2 separate regions of the Zea mays genome follow, and region 1 is linked to region 2. A link is a contact called in public Hi-C data. All regions are on one chromosome and are shown on one strand. Each heading gives the region's core, a stretch centred on a gene start, on an enhancer-like site or on the middle of the called end of the contact. The rest is flanking DNA. Distances are from core to core; before and after follow the strand shown.

The links. Hi-C and Micro-C count contacts between places; a contact is called where the count stands out from the background.
Region 1: a contact with region 2 is called in a Hi-C map of tassel, with 3 times the contacts expected there. The contact joins the promoter of LOC100281596 here to the promoter of LOC100285605 in region 2. A contact is called at or near these places in 4 of 25 Hi-C or Micro-C datasets (ear, leaf and tassel).

The regions. Positions count from the first base shown.
Region 1 is chr8:123,875,257-123,880,844 of Zm-B73-REFERENCE-NAM-5.0, reverse strand. It overlaps LOC100281596 (Putative E3 ubiquitin-protein ligase RING1), which reads right to left and starts at 3,211. Exons shown (of 10, transcript NM_001154515.2): 1 at 2,889-3,211; 2 at 2,635-2,758; 3 at 816-874; 4 at 185-266; 5 at 1-42. The coding sequence starts at 3,072.
Region 2 is chr8:123,534,575-123,540,194 of Zm-B73-REFERENCE-NAM-5.0, reverse strand. It overlaps LOC100285605 (metacaspase type II), which reads left to right and starts at 3,457. Exons shown (of 2, transcript NM_001158496.1): 1 at 3,457-3,935; 2 at 4,183-5,234. The coding sequence starts at 3,587. The coding sequence ends at 5,060. It overlaps LOC103635817 (phosphoglycerate kinase, chloroplastic), which reads left to right and starts at 5,271. Exons shown (of 6, transcript XM_008658193.4): 1 at 5,271-5,620. The coding sequence starts at 5,568.

The sequences.
Region 1 (5,588 bases), core at 1,962-4,461, 340 kb before region 2:
CTACTAGCACAATGAGTGCGGCACGCTGGGCATTCGTTATTTCTGAAAACAGACAGCAGAACTTAAATTATAATAGAATTGAAGTGTATTTTAGGGTTTGACACTGCAACCATGTTAGGACTCCATTTTTTAATAAATGACAATGGCACAAGGCATATTAGAGAAATAACATATGGCACCATACCCAAGCCGCATCGATTTATCTATGCAGTCCCTGCAAAACCGGTGCAAACACTCCATGACTGTCCTTGTCTTCCGAATAATTCCTGCAAAATAGGATCATAACAGAGACAGATGGTCAGGCACGCACATTTTGCACGTAATGCTACTTACAGTTTTACAAATGAAAAACTTACAGAACCTAGCTTCTATTGTAAACCAACTAGTACTAGGAGCACATAAAGAAAAAGATTATAAATGTGACGAGTTTGACTTTCAGGCTTTTCTGAGAGTTAAAAGAAAAAGATACATAATTCATGTACATCTGCTTATTTTTTGGAAGATAACAACAACTAACATACTTGCACACATGTATTCTATGGAATTTGCTGGTTTCCTATTTTGTAGCAAATATTAATAATAACCTGACATCTAATAACAGTAAGGATCCTTGGGGAACTTGCTCAGCAAGATAGCCTCTTTTGTATGGCTTTTCTTCCTCTCTTTTATATAAGATGTGCAGTTCTCCTGCGCGTTCGAGAAAAAAAAAACAGTAACATCTAACTACAATTGAAAGTTAAGTTATCAGAAGAGAACCCGTCCAAAATAAAGAGGAACTCTGAAAATGAAAAGCAAGTTGACAAAGATATCATTACCTAGGCATATAGGGCATTGCACTTCCTTCCGAACATCCACTAATTTCACAAGCGTAAACCTGTAGTAAGAAAACATTCAGGTAGCAGTATGAATCTTTTGACCGTAGCGAGGACAAATCCTTTATTATTCATTTTTATTAAAAAAACATTCAGGTAGCAGTATGGAACTTTTGACCGTAGTGAGGATAAATCCTTTATTATTCATGTTTACATCAATCATGTATCCACAATCTATGGAACACAAAATCCACCACAAGATCATTATATAGCTATGAAATGGAGAAGGTGATGTTCACCATGACATAAGAGAATGACAGAACAAGATGAAAAGAGCTTGAAATTAGTAGCCCTTCCTTTTTTTTGGCAGGAAACTGATACTATTAGCACTTATACAGTAATTGGACCCCAGAGAGAACTCTTAAGCTTTCCAACTCATATTGGTGGACTCAATGAAGCTATAGGGTCCCAAAGCCACCCACAATAATAGGATTTCTACCAGAAATATGCTACAAAATTATCCAGACTGAATATTGATCTTGTAGCAATTGAGGAGCTGATTTGCACCTTCTAACAAGTAATCAATTACCAAATGCAGGACAGAGAAATGCAGGGTATAAACCGTATAATGGGAAAAATGATAAGTAAAGACGTAAGAAATCAGATGCAGTCTATAAAATTTGGAAGCACGGGAAGACATCAAAACAGCTGATGGCGAGGTCATACACTATATATCAAAAGACCAAGAGAAGCTTCTGCACCAAACCGAGTTAGGCACTAACAGGGTAAGCACTATCACGGTCATGGGTGATCAGGAATCAGGGTCGCAACAGTAGAACAAGATACCAGATACTCGGAGCTTGACAGCACACTCCATGACTGAAAAAATGAAACTCTTGCAACGAACAACTGGAAACACGAACAGATACCTCGCAACCCCCCCCCCCCCCAAGAAGATAATATATGGGATTAATGACCTTGAATGTCACTCCAGAACCAGATGTTAATGTTAAGAGAACAGCATCTCCACGAGCCCCGTTGTATACAAAGAATACGGGTGCACAAGGAGGCTCACAAGGTCGCCTACGCATGCCAAGACGCCAAGACCATTGCGATCCTGGAGGTCAGGCTAGCAGCGACAAAAAGGATACAGGAAATAGTTCGCCGTAGACATACACGATTCAGGAGCAAGAAAAATAGGCAACTGTTCCAGTGGGCAGCTGAACCACGATGAACAAGAGGGCCCATTCAGCTGTGGGCTGTGGCTGGCGGCTCCGGCAGAACAGTTTGGGCAAGCGACGATCCACCTCGGATGCACCCGCCGGCATTTGCCGTCACGAGCACGGCGCCTCCGGAACCGTGCGACATGACGAAAGCATGCATGCTAAGATCCCAGGCCCTGGCGGTGATGGGAGCGATTCCGCCGCCGCGCACAACGAAGCAGCACAGGCACAGCCGGCTCGACCGAACAAGAGCAAGAGCAACTCAAGGTGGCCTGCCGCCGCCAGTACGCCACGAGGAACGGACGAACCCGAGCGGGCTCGCGGGTCCACAACACTACGAAGATCCCACGCCTCGGAGGCGAAGGGAGCGCTCGAGCCGACATCACCACGACGAAAGCGGCGGCCGCCAGGGCTGGCGGGTGGACTGAGCACCTCCCGTCGACAGCCTCTGCCGTCACCCGGCCGAACGGGAGCTGGCGCACGGGGACGTGACGACAGGACACCGCCAAATCGCTACGGGCGGCAGAGCAGACGGCGGTGGAGGAGACGGGGAAGAGCGGAGGAGAAGGGAGGGAGGGGGGAGTCCACGGTTTACTTACTCGTCCATCACGCCGTCACTCTGCGACGACTGGCTGTCGCAGTCGTCGTCGCCTCCGCTCCCGCTCCCGTCCCCGCCGCCGCCGCCTTCGCGGTCTCCTTCCTCCTCGTCGTCAGCGTCGGAATCTGCCAAGCCCACCAGAGAAGCACGCGCTCAGCGACACCCTTAGAGACGCAGCACCGCGCGACGCGTACGCGCATCGCGAGAAGATGACCCGAGTCGGCGGGCCGCGCGTCGTTGAAAGCCCAGTAGTACCGTGGCGCTGGTCCTTGGCCTGCAGCGGCCCGCCGTCCCGCTCCTCCACTCCGTTCAGCGTCACCTTCGGCGACCGTTGGTCGGCCCCGCCGCAGCCGTCCGCGTCGGCGCCAGGAGCTTCCTCGACGTCGGCGTCGGAGCCGGGCGAGGCAGACGACGGGAGCGGGCGCTTCTGCGCGGGCATTCCGGCCGCTAGCTCGGCTCGGCGCGCGGCGTTCCTGCCTAGTGGGAACGAGGAGGAGCCGATGAGGGAAGGGAGGTCAGGTGGTGCGTGGTGGGTGGAAGGAAGCGGCTCGAGCTGATGGAGGCGGAGAGCGAGAGGAAAAGGAAGGAGACTAGGCGAACGCGAACGCGAGGCAGGGGAAGGGGGTGCCCGGTGCGGGCCGTGCAGCGCTGCCCCTGCCCCTGTGTCGTGTAACTTTGGGTTGGTGCCGATGCGCGTGGCCGCGTGCGGCGACTGCTCGGCTCGACTCGCTGGCTGCCTGCCTCCTGCCGCTCCCTGCGCTCTCGGGCCTCCTTTTCTTCTCTGTTTCTCGTTTGCCGTTGTTGAGTACGCGAGGTGGTCAGGTGGAGGCGCGACGCCCGGCCGCGGTACAGGCGTGGCCGTGCGAGTCTCGTAACTGTCGGATGCAAGATGCAACGGGAGCCGGCCCTTTGATCCAGGGGAACAAATTTGTATATGCACCTTAGGTTGTATAGAGAATAGCGTTTGGACGGAGCGACGATGAAAGAGGAAGAGTGATGAGATGTGATCATTTTAACTTTACCCGTGTTTGGTTTGGAGGTCCAGAGTCAGAGTCAAATAATATTCTTAAAAAATGGTGAATGTGGTCATCCTCAAAAAATAAGAGGCGGAATCAGTCCAGGGATTGATATTGTCCCATCCCTCATTGACACCGAACCAAACAATGTAATAACAAAGTTCACAAAAATATACATTTTTCCACTCTACTTCAATTATATATAAAATTTCATTACATAAAACTAATAAAAAATTAAAATTCATGACAAGTTTAGATTAAAAAATCGTCTATAATTTTGTCTTTCTTATTACAACTAACAATTTTAAACTTGAAAATTTGTATTTGTTGGCAAGAACAGATTAGGGTTCCGAGTTTTTTGTTGTGTTTGTTGGCAAGAATCACATTATTAACTCAAAATTTTGTTGGTAACGGGTCCAGCCCCCCTCCTCTATAAAAGCAGAGGAATACAACCGAAACTGATTTAATCAATCAATCGAACCCTCAATCAATACAATTTACATTTATTCTTAGTAGTAGTTATAGTCTAGTTCTAGGTTAGTCTTCCAATCCCCAAATTATTCGCTTCTCTTCGACTCTACGTCGATTAGAGGAGTCTAGGTTGGCCTGCCGAGCCTAGACATCTCCTAGGATCTCTCCTCCCCGACGGGGTCCCTCCCGGGAGCGAGATCCAGGCGCCGCCGGCGACTTCCGCCGCCCCTGCGCACGCGCGGACCGTCCGGCCGTCAGGCAGAAAACCCTAGCCCTGCGCCAGGCCGCGGACCGCCCGACCCCTGGCCACGGACCGTCCGCCCTTGTGCAGAGAGCACCACCACAGTTCGTGTTGAGTGATTGGCGCCCGAAAAAGGTGTCAACATACTTTTGACGACTCCGCTGGGGACAAGACGTCTAGACCTATCAAATCGGCCCTCAATGGTCGTTTCAAGGGATAGTTCTCAATTCTCCCCCAGCAACATTATAGAGCCGACTTGGTGTGAATCATCTAGACCCCTTAGTGATGTTTTGGTAATTAATAACAACTATTTGTGGATTAACAGTTCTTAGAGAAATAAGAATGCAGGTTGGACCACAGAGAACAGAAAATCTTGGAGACTTATAAGCATTGGTTGTGGATCAAGTGAAGGCAAAGGTATAACATAGTTTTTTGTTTTTGTCGGTCTCCAGGAGTTTAGAGAAGACATTTGACCGGATTAGTAGGCTAGATGGCCGTACTATTAAGAGGGGTCAATGAATTTGGTCTGTGTAAAACTTAGTGCCTCATAGAGCATCTAGTGGTTGCATTTGCATGAGGTCTAACAGCGCTTCCGGTTTCGAGAGTTAAAAATCTTTTCGAAAGCGTGTTTAAAAAGTTGCTAAGTCATGGGGTTGGCGGACCGTCCGGGCCAAGTGGGCGGACCGTCTGCGATCCATCCAGTGGGGTCCGAAGTATGTTCACTTTGGACTGGTCCTGTATGTTTGTATTGCGGACCGTCCGGGCCTTGGGGCCGGACCGTCCGCAGTCCTGACCAGAGAGGGTCGCCCTCTGCACAGTCCCTGTGTAATTGTGCGGACTGTCCGGCCGGGGTCGGCGGACCGTTCGCAGGTGCCAAATTTGTTTGGGCAGGGACTGTGTGGTTTTGGGCACTTGTACTACGGACTGTCCGGGGCCAGAGCCCGGATAGTACTAACTCCCAGGTCGCGGATCGTTCGGCCTTGTATGACGGACTGTCCTCATGTGTTAACTCATCGTGGTCAGAGCTCTGGTGCTCCTTGTTGCCAGGTCTCGGATGGTCCGGCCAAGGTTGGCGGACTGTCCGAACTTCGCTTTTCTGACAGCTCTGACAGATTTCAAATGGGAAAACTAGCCGTTACTTGTACGGCGGGCCGTCCGGCCTAAGGGCGCGGACCGTCCGCGTGTGCGCAGAAATTGTGCTAGTTGCACATAACGGTTAGAATTGTG
Region 2 (5,620 bases), core at 2,208-4,707:
GTCTCCGTATATGGTGATTATGCCCTGGGGGCCTGGGATCTTCATGCACATGTATAATCCATGTATGGCTGCATCAAGCTTATTGATGGATCTTCGCCCTATGATAGCATTGTATGGGTAAACCATATCGGCTATGTCGAAGGTGATCTACTCGCTTCTTGCGTTTGGCGCAGTGCCGAGTCATAATGGTAGTTCAATTTTGCCGAGCGGAAAGGTTCCTTTTCCTCAGAGCCATAGAGGGGGTTGTCTACTGGATTGAGCAGGTTGTGGCTTATGCCCATACGGTCGAAGGCATACAAGAAAATGATGTCTGCATGGCTACCATTATCGACGAGTACTTTGTGCAAATCCCACCATGCGATTCTACAATTTATCACCAGCGCGTCTACATGGGGTGCACTGCGGAGGTCGACATCTCTTGCATCAAAGGTGAGTGGCACGTGGGACCACTTCGTCTAGACGACGGGCCCGATGAGGGCTACATGGTTTACCCTTCGGTAGTGGTCTTTGATTTGTCGTTTTGTTTCGAACTTAGAGCTAGACCCTCCGGAGATCATGTGAATTACTCCCCTAAAAGGTTGGTCGGCGAAGCCTTCTTGCTTTGGTAGTGGTGGGGGAAGTGGTAAGGGTTGGTTTGGATGTTGAGGTGGTGGAGGTGGCAATGATAGAATTTCTTGATGTTGAAGGCGCTGTTGATGTGGAAAAAGATTGTGGTTTTGATGCTGGGGGTAATAGTGGTGTTCATTTTGAATTTGATGCTGGTTGGTTGGTAGGTATGAGCGATGACTCTTTGGTTGTTAGCTGGAGCGGCCCTAGCCATTCGGTCCTTTGTTGCTTTAGTCTCTGGGCAGTCCCTGGTCAGGTCTGTTGAGTCTTCGCCATGGAAAATACAATAGAATCTTCTCTGTTGTTGAGGTGCTCGTCCCCTGCCTCTGCCCATGATCGCGTTGCCACCGCACCCTTGTTGCGGGGGTAATCTTGACGATGAGGGGGGTATCTCCTGGTTGCTGCTGATTTGCAATATTGTGTACCTGGGACTGGGCACGGTCTTGCTAGACTGAGTCTGGTTGCGAAGGCCTAATCCATGTTATACTGGATTGCAGAGTCTATTTAGGTTTTCGTTGGGACATGAATTTCCTCTTGTGGAGCTCTTCTAATCGGGCATACTTTTCAAAGAGCTGATAAAACTCCTACAAGTTTTTTGGTGGATCCCTTAAGCAGTGGCTGTATAGAACACCTGCCCGAAGGCCGCTGATTGCATAGTGGATGGCTATATGCTATATGGTCATCGATCAAAGACAGCTGTGATTTCAGTAAGAGAAACTTTTTCTAGTATTCTTGAAGAGTTTCTCTCTTGCTACCTACAGAGCGAGAGTTCTGCCATGGCGTCTGTCTCGGGTCTATAGCCTTGAAAATTCAGCAAGAACTTGTCGTGAAGTGTCTTCCATGAGTCAATTGATAATGGTGGCAGTCTTGAGTATCATGTTAGAGTTGGGCCTTCGAGGGCTATGATGAATGACTTGGCCATGGTGGCATCGTCCCCCCAGATGATGCGATTGCAACCTGATAGCTCATGATGTACTGAGTTGGGTCTGCACTGCCATTATACTTTGGGTAGGTGCCTGCTATGAAGATTTGCGGCAAGGGGGAGGCCTGGAGCTGTGGTGCAAGAGGGTTTCGTTCATCAAGGTAATTTAACCCTTGGAATGCATCTGGTGCGAGGATTGGATGTGGGGGTGACGAGGGTTTATGTAGAGCGCAAGGTCCTGACATTGGTGAAGGGGTCCTCGCCCTACATTTCTGCGATTTGATGTTTTAGCTCTCTGTCTTTCTGCTCCTCGTCTAATATCATCTGCCTGACTTTGGCTTGCATGTTAATGCGCTGGCGCTTGGCTGCGAGTATTTCCTTTTGTTTCTACTGGTGATTGTTTTTTGTGCGGAGCACGCACAATTTTAGCTGGTCTTCAGTTGAGATGCCTAGGACCTCGCCATCCTCGATGATATCGTTAGCCCGGAGGCAAAGCCTGGCGGAGGGTTCCGATGGAGGCCTTCAGAGCTACACGTGCGAACGGTGCCTTCAGGTGTGGGTGGATTTTCTGTGTGAGGTCGCTTGCTGTTGACTGCTCCATCCTCGGGTGCCTCTTAGGGAATTTCGCCGACAAGGGTTTCCTTGCCTTTCTTTTCAGCGAGAGCTGCCTTCGCCACGTCGTCCGGAGAGGTGGTGGCCTTCGATGTCGCTTTGTTGGGATCCATTGCGGGATTGGTTTGTCGAAGCACGAATAGTGAGCACCAAATGTTGGGAATGTTTGACACGTGGTGGAGTGGGCCCTAAGTGGGAATGCTCAAGTGCTCAACAAAACAGTGGGTAGGGAATTGCAGCGTCTTGTTAAGCACCCATCAATGTACAATGCGATGGTATTTATAGGTAACCATGTGGGTGGGCACACCCTCCTAAGTATAATTATGCCCCCGGTTACCTGCTTTAGCCCGGGAATATTCCCCCTTGGGGGTCATTACAACGAGGTTAAGTACAACATGATTAAATACACCATAAGCCTTACCCCAGGAAGGGGCTTACAAATGGGCATGAATGGCCAGCGGGGCGCCGCATGGGCCCATCCCACAGATGACGGTCTTCCCTAGGACGAGACACTCTTCGCTCTAGGGCGCCGGGGTCTTCGAACCTTGCCAAGACTTATACTCGGAGCCGCCCAAGCTGGTGGTGATGGCGAGCGAAGGAGCCCCCGCTTTAAGCGGTAGGTCCCTTCGCCTCCAAACCTTTGTCGGTTCTCTGACCAAAACCTTGGCTTCGGTACGGGTCAAAGTACCCTTCGCCTCCTGTGTCCGGGATAGAACCTGTTCAATTTATGTTAAAGCAGATTGAACGAAGGGAGCGGACGGCCCTCGCTCCAACCACCTCCATGTAGGTCGTCAGGCATAAGTTTGTGGAGCACATTGGACGTCGTCATGACTGTTACACGGTATTAACATCGATGGCAACTAACGGTTGTCGGACATTTTAGAACCGACGGACTAATGTCGTCGAAAATAAGCTCTAAGCCATCAGAAATAATCTATGTTCGACGACAGAGGTCTTATTTTCAATAGCTTAGTCGTCAGAAATTCCTATGTTTACTGTTGTGTTTCAATTGAAAAAATCTAACTAGTGATGATTTGTATCTACCAAATACAATAACCTTTGGCTAAATTCTTCTCATTTACTAACTCCGTTCTCGAATGTTTGTGACTCGCTAGTTTATTTTTAAATTAAAACGTGACAAATAAAGGAACGGAGGGAATATTTATTTACATACATACATTTAAGCTAACCCGATACGATTGTTCACCAAGTGGAAGGCCGCTTTAGCGCCTTTAGCCGACGTCAACCCACCATCCAATACCAAGATGGCGGGGTGGTGGCAATGAGCACCTCGTGCGACAGCACTCCGGAGCTCCACCATTCGATTGGGCAACTCGTCACCGTACCAACCAAACCATCATTCCAGCCGCGGCGGGACACACCGCCTCCGCCGAACTAACGCGACGACGACGCACGGCGGCCTCGTCCGGCACCGGCAGGAGCGCGATGGGGCAGAAGCGCGCCTTGCTGGTGGGCATCAACTACCTGGGCACGGACGGGGAGCTGAAGGGATGCCTCAACGACGTGGCCCGCATGCGCCGCTGCCTGGTGGGCCGCTTCGGGTTCGACGAGGCCGACATCCGTGTCCTGGCCGACGCCGACCCGTCCACGCCGCCGCCCACTGGGGCCAACATCCGGCTGGAGCTCGAGCGGCTCGTGGCGGGCGCGCGCCCCGGGGACGCGCTCTTCTTCCACTACAGCGGCCACGGCCTGCAGCTCCCCGCCGAGACTGGGGAGGACGACGACACCGGGTACGACGAGTGCATCGTGCCATGCGACCTCAACTTGATCAAAGGTGTGCTCTCCCATCTGTTTTTCTCTGCGTTTAGCAGCGAGCACTTAGGATCGAGCGTTAGTTGCATTCGTAGGCACACCGTTGGTATCTGATGGTTAGGTTCCGCTAGCCTTCATACAGTATCCCCTCCGAAGACGAGCTTAGTAACAAGGGTTGCATGTATGGGTCGCAAATCTATCATGTAATTAACAAACGACTAGATAATTTTGTGGGCTGCCATATGCACCTTTTCCTGATCTCCATGCAGACCAAGATTTCACGGATCTCGTGGCCAAGGTCCCTGACGGCTGCCGCTTCACCATGGTCTCGGACTCGTGCCACAGCGGCGGCCTGATCGACAAGACCAAGGAGCAAATCGGGAACAGCACCAAGCAGAACAGAACCCAGCAGCGCCGAGAGCGCGAAATGAAGCCTCCTCCTCCCGCTCCCGGTTCCGCACTCCGCGTCTCCCTCGCGCGAATCGTCCGTGGCGTGCTGGAGTCTCTGGGGTGCATCCACTGCAGTCGTTGCCGTGTCCAGCAGCAGGGCAACAGCAATAGCAGCAGCATCAGCAACCGGTCGCTGCCGCTGTCGACGTTCATCCAGATGCTCAGGGACAAGACCGGAAGGCACGACGTCGGCGTGGGCTCCATCCGCACGACGCTGTTCCACCACTTCGGCGACGAGGCGAGCCCCAAGGTCAAGAGGTTCATGAAGGCCATGCTGTTAGGCAAGCTCCGGCACGACGGCAAGGAAGCGGAGGAGCAGTCGCGCGTTCCCAGGGAGGCAGAGGTGGAGGAGACCCTGGCGCAGGACGCGCACAGCGTCGAGGAAGTGTACGCGGGGCCGGCTGCGGCGGCGGCGGCGGCCAGGGTGCCGCCGCGCAACGGCGTCCTGATCAGCGGGTGCCAGACGGACGAGACCTCGGCGGACGCGACCACGGCCGACGGCATGTCCTACGGCGCGCTGAGCAACGTGATCCAGACCATCCTCGCCGGGGACGGCAAGAAGCGCGGCGTGGCGCTGGCGGTGACGAACCGAGAGCTGGTGGTCCGGGCGCGGGAGCTGCTGTCCAGGCAGGGGTACACGCAGCAGCCCGGGCTCTACTGCAGCGACGAGCACGCCACGCTGCCCTTCATCTGCTGAAGACGAAATAAACTCCGTGTACAGTGAATTTCAGGCTTCATTAGTTCATTTTACGGGATGCTACGTTGTGTTGTGTGTGTAACAGAATTGACACTTTGTGTTGACTCGTGGTGTGCCGCAGCCTGCGTATGTTATGGTGTTACTGTTACGTTGTTACCTGATGACGTTGACCTTCTTCTCAGTCCCTGCTGTCCTGCTCCAAAGTGTGCAAGTGCGAAGGGGCGGCGATCCAAGATCACACAAAGGACAGGGGAAATCGAAGCCACCGAGCCCCCACACGTCGCCATCGCCGTGATCGATTATACCGCCGTCTCCTCCCCCCGCAGCCCGCACCCACCCCACCGGAACCGTCGTCCCGACCTCTCGCCAGCGATAAGCAAATCCCCGCCTCACTCTCTCGTCCACAGACAAAGCCACGACCCACAAGTGCCCCCCTCCTCCCGCGCTCCCAAATCACTCCCTCTCTGTCTCTCCACTCCACTCGCCGCCGCCGCCGCCCGAATCTCAATGGCGTCCGCGGCCGCCCCGCCAACCTCCCTCTCCCTCGCGGCCCGTGCGGC